Regions from separate parts of the Zea mays genome. Here region 2 is linked to region 1. The links are chromatin contacts, called in public Hi-C maps. All regions are on one chromosome and are shown on one strand. Each heading gives the region's core, a stretch centred on a gene start, on an enhancer-like site or on the middle of the called end of the contact. The rest is flanking DNA. Distances are from core to core; before and after follow the strand shown.

The links. Hi-C and Micro-C count contacts between places; a contact is called where the count stands out from the background.
Region 2: a Hi-C map of leaf shows a contact between it and region 1, with 9 times the contacts expected there. The contact joins the enhancer-like site here to the promoter of LOC100274743 in region 1. A contact is called at or near these places in 4 of 25 Hi-C or Micro-C datasets (bundle sheath, ear, leaf and 1 more).

Annotation. Positions count from the first base shown.
Region 1 is chr3:162,127,808-162,132,792 of Zm-B73-REFERENCE-NAM-5.0, reverse strand. LOC100274743 reads left to right here and starts at 2,326. Exons shown (of 2, transcript NM_001360650.1): 1 at 2,326-4,404. The coding sequence starts at 2,417. The coding sequence ends at 4,396.
Region 2 is chr3:162,251,768-162,256,752 of Zm-B73-REFERENCE-NAM-5.0, reverse strand. LOC103652327 (alpha-glucosidase 2) reads left to right here. Exons shown (of 22, transcript XM_020550385.2): 18 at 1-50; 19 at 134-225; 20 at 489-598; 21 at 680-743; 22 at 848-1,470. The coding sequence ends at 1,001. Among protein-coding and RNA genes, the nearest start is that of LOC103652327, 17 kb to the left of the region's middle. Within about 2 kb of position 1,957, at least 4 of the 20 cell types and tissues checked have an H3K27ac peak or open chromatin away from gene starts, as enhancers often do. A contact at or near this core is called in ear and leaf, where this site is marked.

The DNA.
Region 1 (4,985 bases), core at 1,077-3,576:
TGCATCGCTTCGGAGATGGGCACAGTCTCCGAAGCTTCAGTTTCGTCCCCCTCACGCTCAACCCTAGCTGTAGAGCGAACTCTGGCCATTTAATTATGAACTTGTGAAACTTTGATACTTTTTTCTCCGAAGCAGGCTTCAAGATGGAGCTTCGTTCAAACCTGACAAACAAGCTTCGGTGATGGTTAAAAATTTTGGCAGCAAAACAGTGCAAATAGCAGTAAATGCTGTGGTAACTTCACACCTACTCGTCTGTTTATATAGTGCTGCAGGTAAGAAGGCGAAGCGGCAGGGTTTTTACACCAGGCGGGCAGTAACTTGTACTCGCTGCGCAGTGGACCGCAAAGACCAAACAGTGACTCTGCAAGGTGGGACCGACACGATCTCGGGAAATGAATCGTTTCTCGGCAACGAGCTCAGGGAAGGTGTTTTTTGGACCTTCGGCTTCCCGAAGCTTGAGAGGATTTTTTCACGGTTCAAGCTCGTTACGAAAAACGATCTAGCGCCGCGAAAGGGGCTACTGTTGGGCCCATGCTTCGTTGCGCCGAAGGTCTTGCGTGAAGAAGCAGCTTCGGCTGAAATCGTCCCCAGGAAATGGCCGAAGGTTCCTTTTTATAGAGCTTCGGCGTTGCAAACCGACATAAAGATAGAATGACCTTTTTATCCATAGAGGTCTAAGATAATGTTGTAAACTTTTGTAAAGGGCATAATTGTAATTCGTCACAGGCTGCGTCCTGTGTCTATAAATAGATGAACAGTACCCCCGTACTGTTCACACGAACCTGTCATTTGCCTTCACATCACACTTGTATTCTTCAAGACCGAAGGTACATTTGTAATTTGGAGTCATTTACATTCGTTTATAATATTGAAAATGGAAATGATTTTATGATAACATTTAAGTATTTTCATATCTCATGATTTATATGAATGCTTCGTTCCTCATTGTCACGCTTACGAAGCTACGTCCTTCGTAACCTTCGTCCGAGATGCTTTATATTCCAAAGGGATATAATGTTATGGAGGACGAAGGACTTTTACACTTAACATTTTCTATGTTGCCTTGTTCTTAATTCTTAGCATTTGAGAACAAGTCCCCAACAGGAACGATAGTCGAATGAAATTTGTTAGGGTGAGTGGAATATGTTCCTTTTATATTCATAAGATTCATTCCAGTTACATAATAATAAATTGGTGTTTTGTTCTCTTATGTCTTATGTGTAGGATGCAAAGATTTTTCGGAGGAACTTTATTATCGAGCTGTTAAGGGCCCCTTTGGTAGGGCTTATTTTTCAGCTTCGGCTCTGGCTCATGCAAAAGTTGTGCCAAACACCTCTTTTTCAAATGGCTTCACCAGTCATGAGCCAAAAAAGTGGCTCACCCGGCTTCAGCTCACGTCATTTTTGCACAATAGCCCTCCCACCAGTCCAAATTATTTTTTTTGGTCCTGCCCTCAATCCCTAGCCACGCACAATAGCCCTCCCACCAGTCCAAACTATACAAGGGTCTTTCTGAAAAACAACCTATAAGCCGTTTTGCCAAATGATTTTTCAGAATGGCTTTGGCTCATCTAAAGAAGTGGCTTCACCTCGTGAGCCAGAGCCAAAGCCGTTTTTGGAGAAGCCAGAGCCCTGCCAAAGGGGCCCTAAGTTACGAGGATAATTCGTGCAGATATGTCATCCATACAAACATACAACAGAGAGTTAACAATATTGTTAAAAAGATTAGCTTAGTGTACAAGGTGTCAACATAATTGGTTATGATTAAGCATTATATATTTACTCTTTAAAAATTATTTGTGCGATTCTATTTCAATCTATTTGAGTAGACATATTTATATCGTTCAGTATCTATGTTTAATCACGGATTTTGTCATCACTATTGTACTCACGCTGTCCGTCGTCAGGGCCCTAAGTCCATTGAAGGGTCGCAATTTGTGTTCCGTGGTATCGTACGAGCACGTTCCTAGTGTATAAATAAGTACACAATCAATTAATAAATTTAACACTGTTTTCTTAACACTATTCATCATCTTAAACAATCTTGATTTCAACAGTGTTTTACACTTTTACCTATATAAATTAGAGCTACGGCACTCCGAGTCCGGAAAGCGAACAACCGGAGAACCATCAGATCATGCTCGACGAGAGCCGCAGTCAGTCAGACACAGGCTGTGTCACACACACAGCACTTCCCAACGAATCCCGTCCGTACGATCAAAAAAGAGCGATATCTGATGAGACAGTCGTGGTGGTGTTGCTGGTGGACCCGTTCAAAACCGCCCAGCTCAGCACAGCGGGTAGTCGACTCCGTTTCGCTTCCCCTTCCATTCCTCTTCTCTCCCCCGGCCTTTTCCCCTTCTCTTCCCTCGTTCGAAGAAGCTCGCAGCAGCCGCCTAATCCAGCGGCAGTTGAGGATGGCGGCGGCGCCGCCGCCGCCGCCGGACGGGCAGGAGAAGGTGATCGCGGCGGCGCAGCACATCGTCAAGTCGCTCGCGAACTCCAAGAACGCCGCCGACGACATGATCCGCATCCTCTCTCGCTTCGACAACCGCTTCTCGCTCATGTCCGACCTCTTCCCTCCTCCCCCTACCGCCGTCGATTCCATACTGGAGGCGGACGAGGGGACCTCTCAGGGGGAAGGGGACGAGCCCGATCTCGACCCCGAAGGCGACGCGGCGGCCCGCGCCGAGGCGGAGTGGGACGCGGCGGCCGAGGTGGTTGAGCGCTGGGAGTCCCCCACCGCCGACGCGCTGGTGTTCGACTCGCGGGAGGGCGAGGAGTACCTCGCCGCGGCCGCCTGCCTCACGGGCGCGCCGGGCCCGCGCGCCGAGGCCGCGCTGCAGACCGCCATGGCGCGGCTCGAGGACGAGTTCCGCCACCTGCTCATCCGCGGCGCGCCGCCACTTGCCGCGGAGGACCTCCAGGTCTCGCTCCTCCGCCGACTCTCGCTCACGGTACCCTCCTTCAACTCCTCCGCCGTAGACCTAGACTGCCCCTCCTTTGCCCAACACCACGCCGCCGTCGCCGCCGAGGGGGTAAACGAGCAGCAGGGCGGCAGGAGTTCCGCCTCCGACGACGAGATCTCGCCCTACCTCATCGCCCCGGACACCGTCAGCGTCCTCAGGGACATCGCCGACGTCATGCTGCGCGCCGGCTACGCGCCCGAGCTGTGCCAGGTATACGGGGAGGTGCGCCGGGACACGCTCATGGAATGCCTTGCCGTGCTCGGGGTCGACAAGATGAGCCTCGAGGAGGTGCAGCGGGTGGAGTGGGGCGTGCTTGACGGCAAGATGAGGAAGTGGATCCAGGCGCTCAAGGTCGTCGTCCGGGGCCTCCTTGCTGAGGAGCGCCGTATCTGCAGGCAGATCCTTTCGCCGGACATGAACACTGAGGAGGAGTGCTTCACTCAGGCGGCCAAGGGTTGTGTCCTGCAGATGCTGAACTTTGGTGACGCCATTGCGATTGGGAAGAGGTCCACCGAGAAGCTGTTCCGCATCCTTGGTATGTATGAGGCGCTCGCTGAGGTGCTGCCAGAGCTTGAGGGTTTGTTCTCGGGTGATGCAAAGAATTTCATCAAGGAGGAGGCCGAGGGAATACTCTTGCGGCTTGGGGATGCAGTGTGTGGCACGATCGAAGAGTTTGCTAATGACATACAGGGAGATACTTCTCGGAGAGCACTGCCTGGTGGGGAGATCCATCCCCTTACCCGCTATGTCATGAACTATGTGTGGCTGCTTGCAGACTACAATGCCTCGCTAAATAAGCTTCTGGAATGTTGGGATACTGAGCTGACCGGGGTTGATAATCCAAACATGACTCCATTGGGGCACTGCGTGCTCATGCTGATCACACACCTACAGTGCAAGATCAATGAGAAATCGAGGCTGTATGAGGATGAAGCGTTGCAGAACATATTTTTGATGAATAATCTGCTGTATATTGTGCAGAAGGTGAAAGATTCAGAGCTCAAGACATTGCTTGGTGATAACTGGATTCGCAAGCGTCGTGGTCAGATTAGGCAATACTCTACAGGGTATCTTCGATCATCATGGACTAGGGTGTTAGCTTGCCTGAGAGATGATGGGCTTCCGCACACGATGGGTTCATCAAGCACACTCAAAGCCGCATTGAAGGATAGATTCAAAAACTTTAACTTGGCCTTCGAGGAGTTGCACAGGACACAGACATCATGGAGGGTTGTGGATCCTCAGTTAAGAGAAGAGCTGAAGATCTCAATCTCCGAGAAGGTTCTTCCAGCATACCGTTCATTTGTTGGAAGATTTCGGGGACAACTAGAGGGAGGGAGGGGTTCTGCAAGATATATAAAGTACAACCCTGATGATTTGGAGAACCATGTCTCAGAATTTTTTGAAGGGAGAAAGTCAAATGCTTGATGGTCAAGGTGAGTGCTAACTCCCAGGCTGTGTTTCCATACATAACTCAGATGTATTATTGGAAGGTATTGGTAATGCAGTCTGACCTTTTTATTTTGCTTGCTTTGTTGAATCTGTAAGAGCATGATGGTGCCTTGCCCTTCATTTTATAATTAACCTCAGCTATTTAGTTTTTACAGAAATTGTATCTTTAAACTATCTTATAGATCAGGGAATCACAACAAACAGCTAGTATTTGAAGTAGTTTTCTAGTTTAGTAAGCAATATTTGTTATAGATTCTTCAATAGTTTCTAGTTATTGTACTTAACTGAGTGATAGCCTGTTATACCTCAGTTTGACAATATTCGCCTGTGATACCTTATTTTCAGAAGGGCACGTGTTTCTTGTAAAACCCAACACTTCAAACATCATGTTCATTGAGAACCACAGTTTATCCTCTAAGACATCCTTTCACATTTTAATCCCTTGAAAACTGAAAATAAATGTGCACTGAGAACAACAGTTTAGTCAGAGCCCTGCACAATTCCTTTAAAACACTGTTAATTTCAGTTATCTTTCATGTGTTTGTGAAGATAATATTGGCATGGT
Region 2 (4,985 bases), core at 708-3,207, 120 kb before region 1:
ATGTTGGCTATGTCAGCCTCTTCCCATTCATGATGGGGACTATTCCACCTGTATGTTCTTTACTTCCCTGTGTTTATCGCTTAAGTGGTTTTTTGATATCCATCCTAATTAATAATCACATTTGACTAATCAGGAATCATGGGTTCTTGAGAAGCAGCTCAATCTGATATCTAACACATCTATATTGTGGACAGATTATGGCCTTCGATCACTTTCTAGAACAAGGTAAAAGGTCTATTATTTTTTCTATGCCCCCCCCCACCACCCCGACCCTTCTCCCAAAAACATAAGTTTTGGATATCTGAAGCATATATGATATTGTTTTCCTGCCTTATGCATGTCATGGGCTTCAATGTGGTTAGATGGAATTGTCAAAGTTGATTCATGCTCCCAATGCCTTATTACTGTAGTTCAAGATGGTTTATATAGCTATATTATTTGGTCATCCAACAACTGGGTTCTGAAGTATCTATTTTTACATGGTCCAGTTCAATATATATGAAGCGTAATACAGAGCATGACCCCCCTTATTGGAGAGGTGCCATTTGGATAAACATGAACTACATGGTTCTTTCGGCACTACATCACTATGCACATAGTAAGCTCTTTAATTGCCTAGTTTATACCCTTTGCAAACCCTTCTGCTGGCATAATGATATAGCATTCTGCTTTCCTGTAGAGGATGGTCCATATAGCGGCAGGGCAAAGGAATTGTATGACAAGCTAAGATCAAACCTTATCCGGTGTGTTCATTCTTCTCTCGAGTTGAAACCAAGTGAACTAGCTGAACTGTAGCTTGTCTAATAGATTGCTGACGCCTACTTCCTGGTTTTTTTTACATTTTCAGGAATATAGTGCAGAATTACGATGCAACAGGTTTCTTCTGGGAAAACTATGACCAGAAGGACAAAGGAAAGGGAAAGGGTGCACGGTCATTTACTGGATGGACTTCACTCATTGTTCTGATCATGGCGGAGTCCTACCCAACATTGCACAGGTGAGATATAGATCGCGAACAACCACAGCAGAAGATAGCTATGGCAATTGGAATGGAGGGGCTGGCAGCTGGCGCTTGTTTAGCCCGGTTTGCAACCAGAACACTGGGATAGTTTGATTCGTAGCATCTGCTGCCTTAATCATGAAAATTTTGACAACACCTCCTGGTCAATCTGTTCAGCATCATTTATAGAGTGTTAGTGGTCATCCCTGTTCACTCTCATACTGTAAACTAGCTCCTCGAAGAACTGATTTTGGGGGGCCAAAACCACCCCAGGAAAGCATGAGCATATGGAAAACATGTTCTTGAAAGCTGACACTACGTGGAGCTGTTACTTGCTATTGAGTGTAATCTACTGCTACTCTTACTATGCTTGGCCATTTGCACCCCCAATGATCCCCGAAGAAACCTGCTGGTCCGAGCATGTGACCTATACCTTTGCATTTACTTGCTAGAGAATCAGTTCAACACAATGCAAGTTGCAAGGCACGTGTTTTGAAATGGAAAGCGGGCCATGTCTATGCTGTGACCGTCTCTACTTCGCTTGCTGTGTTACTTTGCGCTCCAGCAGTTTATACATCTTCGTACCTATTTTAAACTTTACTATGAAAATAGTGCAGTGTACCTACCAAATCAGTATTTTATAAGGCTATGTGCACGATCTACTGGTCATAGCCGTAGGTTGTGGTTAGCAGTTTTTTTTTTAAACGAGCAAACAGCTCCGCTTTTAAGAAAGCATTATGACCAGCGTTTACATCACTGGGGAACAGCAAAGCAAGAAAGGGTAGGCCTCCTCGCAGGGAAACAGAAGATGAAAGAAAAACTGGGGTTGTCAGATGACGACTAACAGCATAATTCTTAAAGACAGAAGACCAGTCTACAAAACGAAGCAGACAATCCAGACATGAAAAGGACTCGTCTTCAATCTTCAAACCAAACCACTCCAATGTCAGTGCATTGTCCCGCAACCGGTTGTTGCTCACGCAAACATATCCTCCAGCGGCGCCTGTTCCCAGTCTTGAGTAGCACACTCTAACTCTGCAAAAATGACACAACATCGTAGATGACCACTGACGTGCTGTTAGGAATTTTTTTTCTAATTGCCATCTTGTTTCTGTTACACCAAAGGGCCCAAACCAGCCCAGCCATAATAAAGAAATGAAAGGTACTAGCAGCCTGAGAATTGCCCCCTCCCCATTTGTTAAACAGGCTCACCGCAACACAGTCCCAACCAAAAATATTTTCTAGGCTTCTCCAAACATATTTCGATAGCACACACTGAAGAAAGATGTGATCAACGGTTTCCTTGCCCCCACACAGAGAACATTGTGTGCTACCCTTCCATCCCTTTTTTTCTAACACTGCGGCCGCTTGGATTTTTCCATTGTAAAGTTGCCAAAGAAAAACCTTAATCAAGGGCACCATGTATTTCTAGATTTTTTATACGCGGAGTTTTTGGCACCTCCATCGGTTCTAAATCTATATAGGGATTTTGTGGTGAATCTGCGGGAATTGTCTAGAGCCCAAAACATTAAGTCTATCACTTGAGATGTTGTGCTCCCTAAGCTCAAAATTTAGCTCCTCCCACAAACAGAATTCAGAATCAGTAAGAGGCCTCACAAGATCTATGCTCCACTCACCCCCTCACAGCATTCAGAAACAGGAATGTCCTTGTCCCTGCAGATATCAAAGAATCTAGGATATTTGATTTTAATTGGGACCCTTCCCAGCCAAATGTCTTTCCAAAAAAGGGCCCCTTCCACATTTTTTGTTTGTTTGTCGCACCCCATTAAAATAAGTGCTTGACCTTGTGAAGACCTTGCTAGAATTGAGAAACTCCCTTATTTTTAGAAAGGAAAAAGTTATTCATGTTCATGTATTTAGCTTTAATAAGCTTGTACCATAAATCATCCGAGCCTTGTCATAGTTTCCAGTTCCATTTCACAAGTAAACATTTGTTCATCAGAAGAGTGTTTGTGATTTCGAAACCACCTTAGTCTTTTGGCCTGGTCAAACTATCCCATTTTTCCATGTGGTATTTTTTAGAGTTTTTGGCACCTTGCCAAAGAAGTAGAACCCCATAGTATAAATCGGTAGACTACTTAAACAAGAATTGGTCAAAATGAGTCTCCCCCGGAAGATAGGTGTTTCCCTTTCCAAGGGTCCAATCTTTTTTCCATCTTTCCCACAATATGCCCGAACGCCGAGGGTTTTAGACGACCAATAGAAATAGGAATGCTTAGGTATTTCAACGGCAAAGCTCCCAGGTTACAATTAATCATATTGGCCATCCTTTCCATTTCTTGTTGAGCTGCCTCGAAAACGTAAACCTCATTTTTATGGAAGTTTATTTTTAACCCTGACATCCATTTGAAGCAATAAAGGATTAATTTCAGGTTTACGATTGACCTATCAGACACATCGATCATGATCACCGTTGAAAGTCGCCTAGAGGGGGGTGGATAGGCAGAAACTGAAATTTACAACTTTAAACACACTACAAGCCGGGATTAGCGTTAAAATAAAATCCGAGTCCGGGAGAGAGGGGAAAACAAATCAACCAAGAAAATAAAGCGGATGACACGGTGATTTGTTTTACCGAGGTTCGGTTCTAAAGAACCTAGTCCCCGTTGAGGTGGTCACAAAGACCGGGTCTCTTTCAACCCTTTCCCTCTCTCAAACGGTCACTTAGACCGAGTGAGGCTTCTTCCTTAATCTCACGGGTCACTTAGACCCCGCAAGGATTACCACACAATTGGTGTCTCTTGCCTCGCTTACAAAGCACTTGAGAGTAAGAAGTGAGAAAGAAAAGAAAAGCCCAACCAAGCAAACAAGAGCAACAAGAAACACAAGTGATCCACTCACAAGTCCTAATGCACTAGAATTGTATTGGGGACTTTGATTGGATCGGTGGCTTTGATTTGTGCTCGGAGTGTTGCACTTTGCTCTTGTATTGAATGAGTAGTAGTGAATGCTTGGATGGTTGAAGTGGTGGTGGTTGTGGGGTATTTATAGCCCCCAACCACCAAAACAACCGTTGGGGTGGCTGCCGTCGATGGGCGCACCGGACAGTCCGGTGCGCCACCGGACACAGTCCGGTGCGCCAGCCACGTCACCCAACCGTTAGGATTCTGGCGGTTTCGGCCATTGGAGCTTTGTCTTCTTATGGCACCGGACATGACTGTTCATTGTCCGGTGCACCTTTGACGGCTCTGCTGCTCTGCCGCGCACTGTTTGCGCACTGTTCATCTGGAATTCAGCTTTTGCAGGCGACCATTGCGCGAAGTAGCCGTTGCTCCGCTGGTGCACCGGACAGTCCGGTGGCACACCGGACATTCCGGTGAATTATAGCGGAGCGGCGTCTGTGAAACCCGAAGCTGAAGAGTTTGCAGTTGTACGACCTGGTGCACCGGACACTGTCCGGTGCGCTATACGAGGGTTCTCTTTGGTTTCTTTTTGCTCCTTTCTTTTGAACCCTAACTTTGATCTTTTATTGGTTTGTGTTGAACCTTTATGCACCTGTAGAATATTGTCAGTACCCTGAATCAAGGGTACCCCTACTACAGTACAAAGACGTTGTACACGTACGACGTCTTCTGGCCGCACGGAGAACGGCACCCGACCCCACCACATGGGCAGGTCTAGGGGCACCACGTGGCAAGGAAAGATGATACACCCCAGGATGCATCATTGGGTCCGGGCCTCCACGGAGGAATACCGGACCCCTGTACGCACAACCCGGATCCTCGATTACGGTCTGGGACTCCCAAGAAGGCATGTCGGGTCCCTCGGATGGGCCCTAGGTCCCTTCGAGTAAGGTTCGGACCACAGCAAGGTCCCGGGACAGGGGGAACCCCGGCATGAGTAAAGGTCCGGTGCTGGCACGTGTCCAGGCCTTGCCTTGCGTGCTTGCGCTCCCCGCTCAGGCGGAGACCCGCTGTTGCCGCATGGCTTGTGGCCCGTGACATAAGCCAACGGGCGGAGCCTG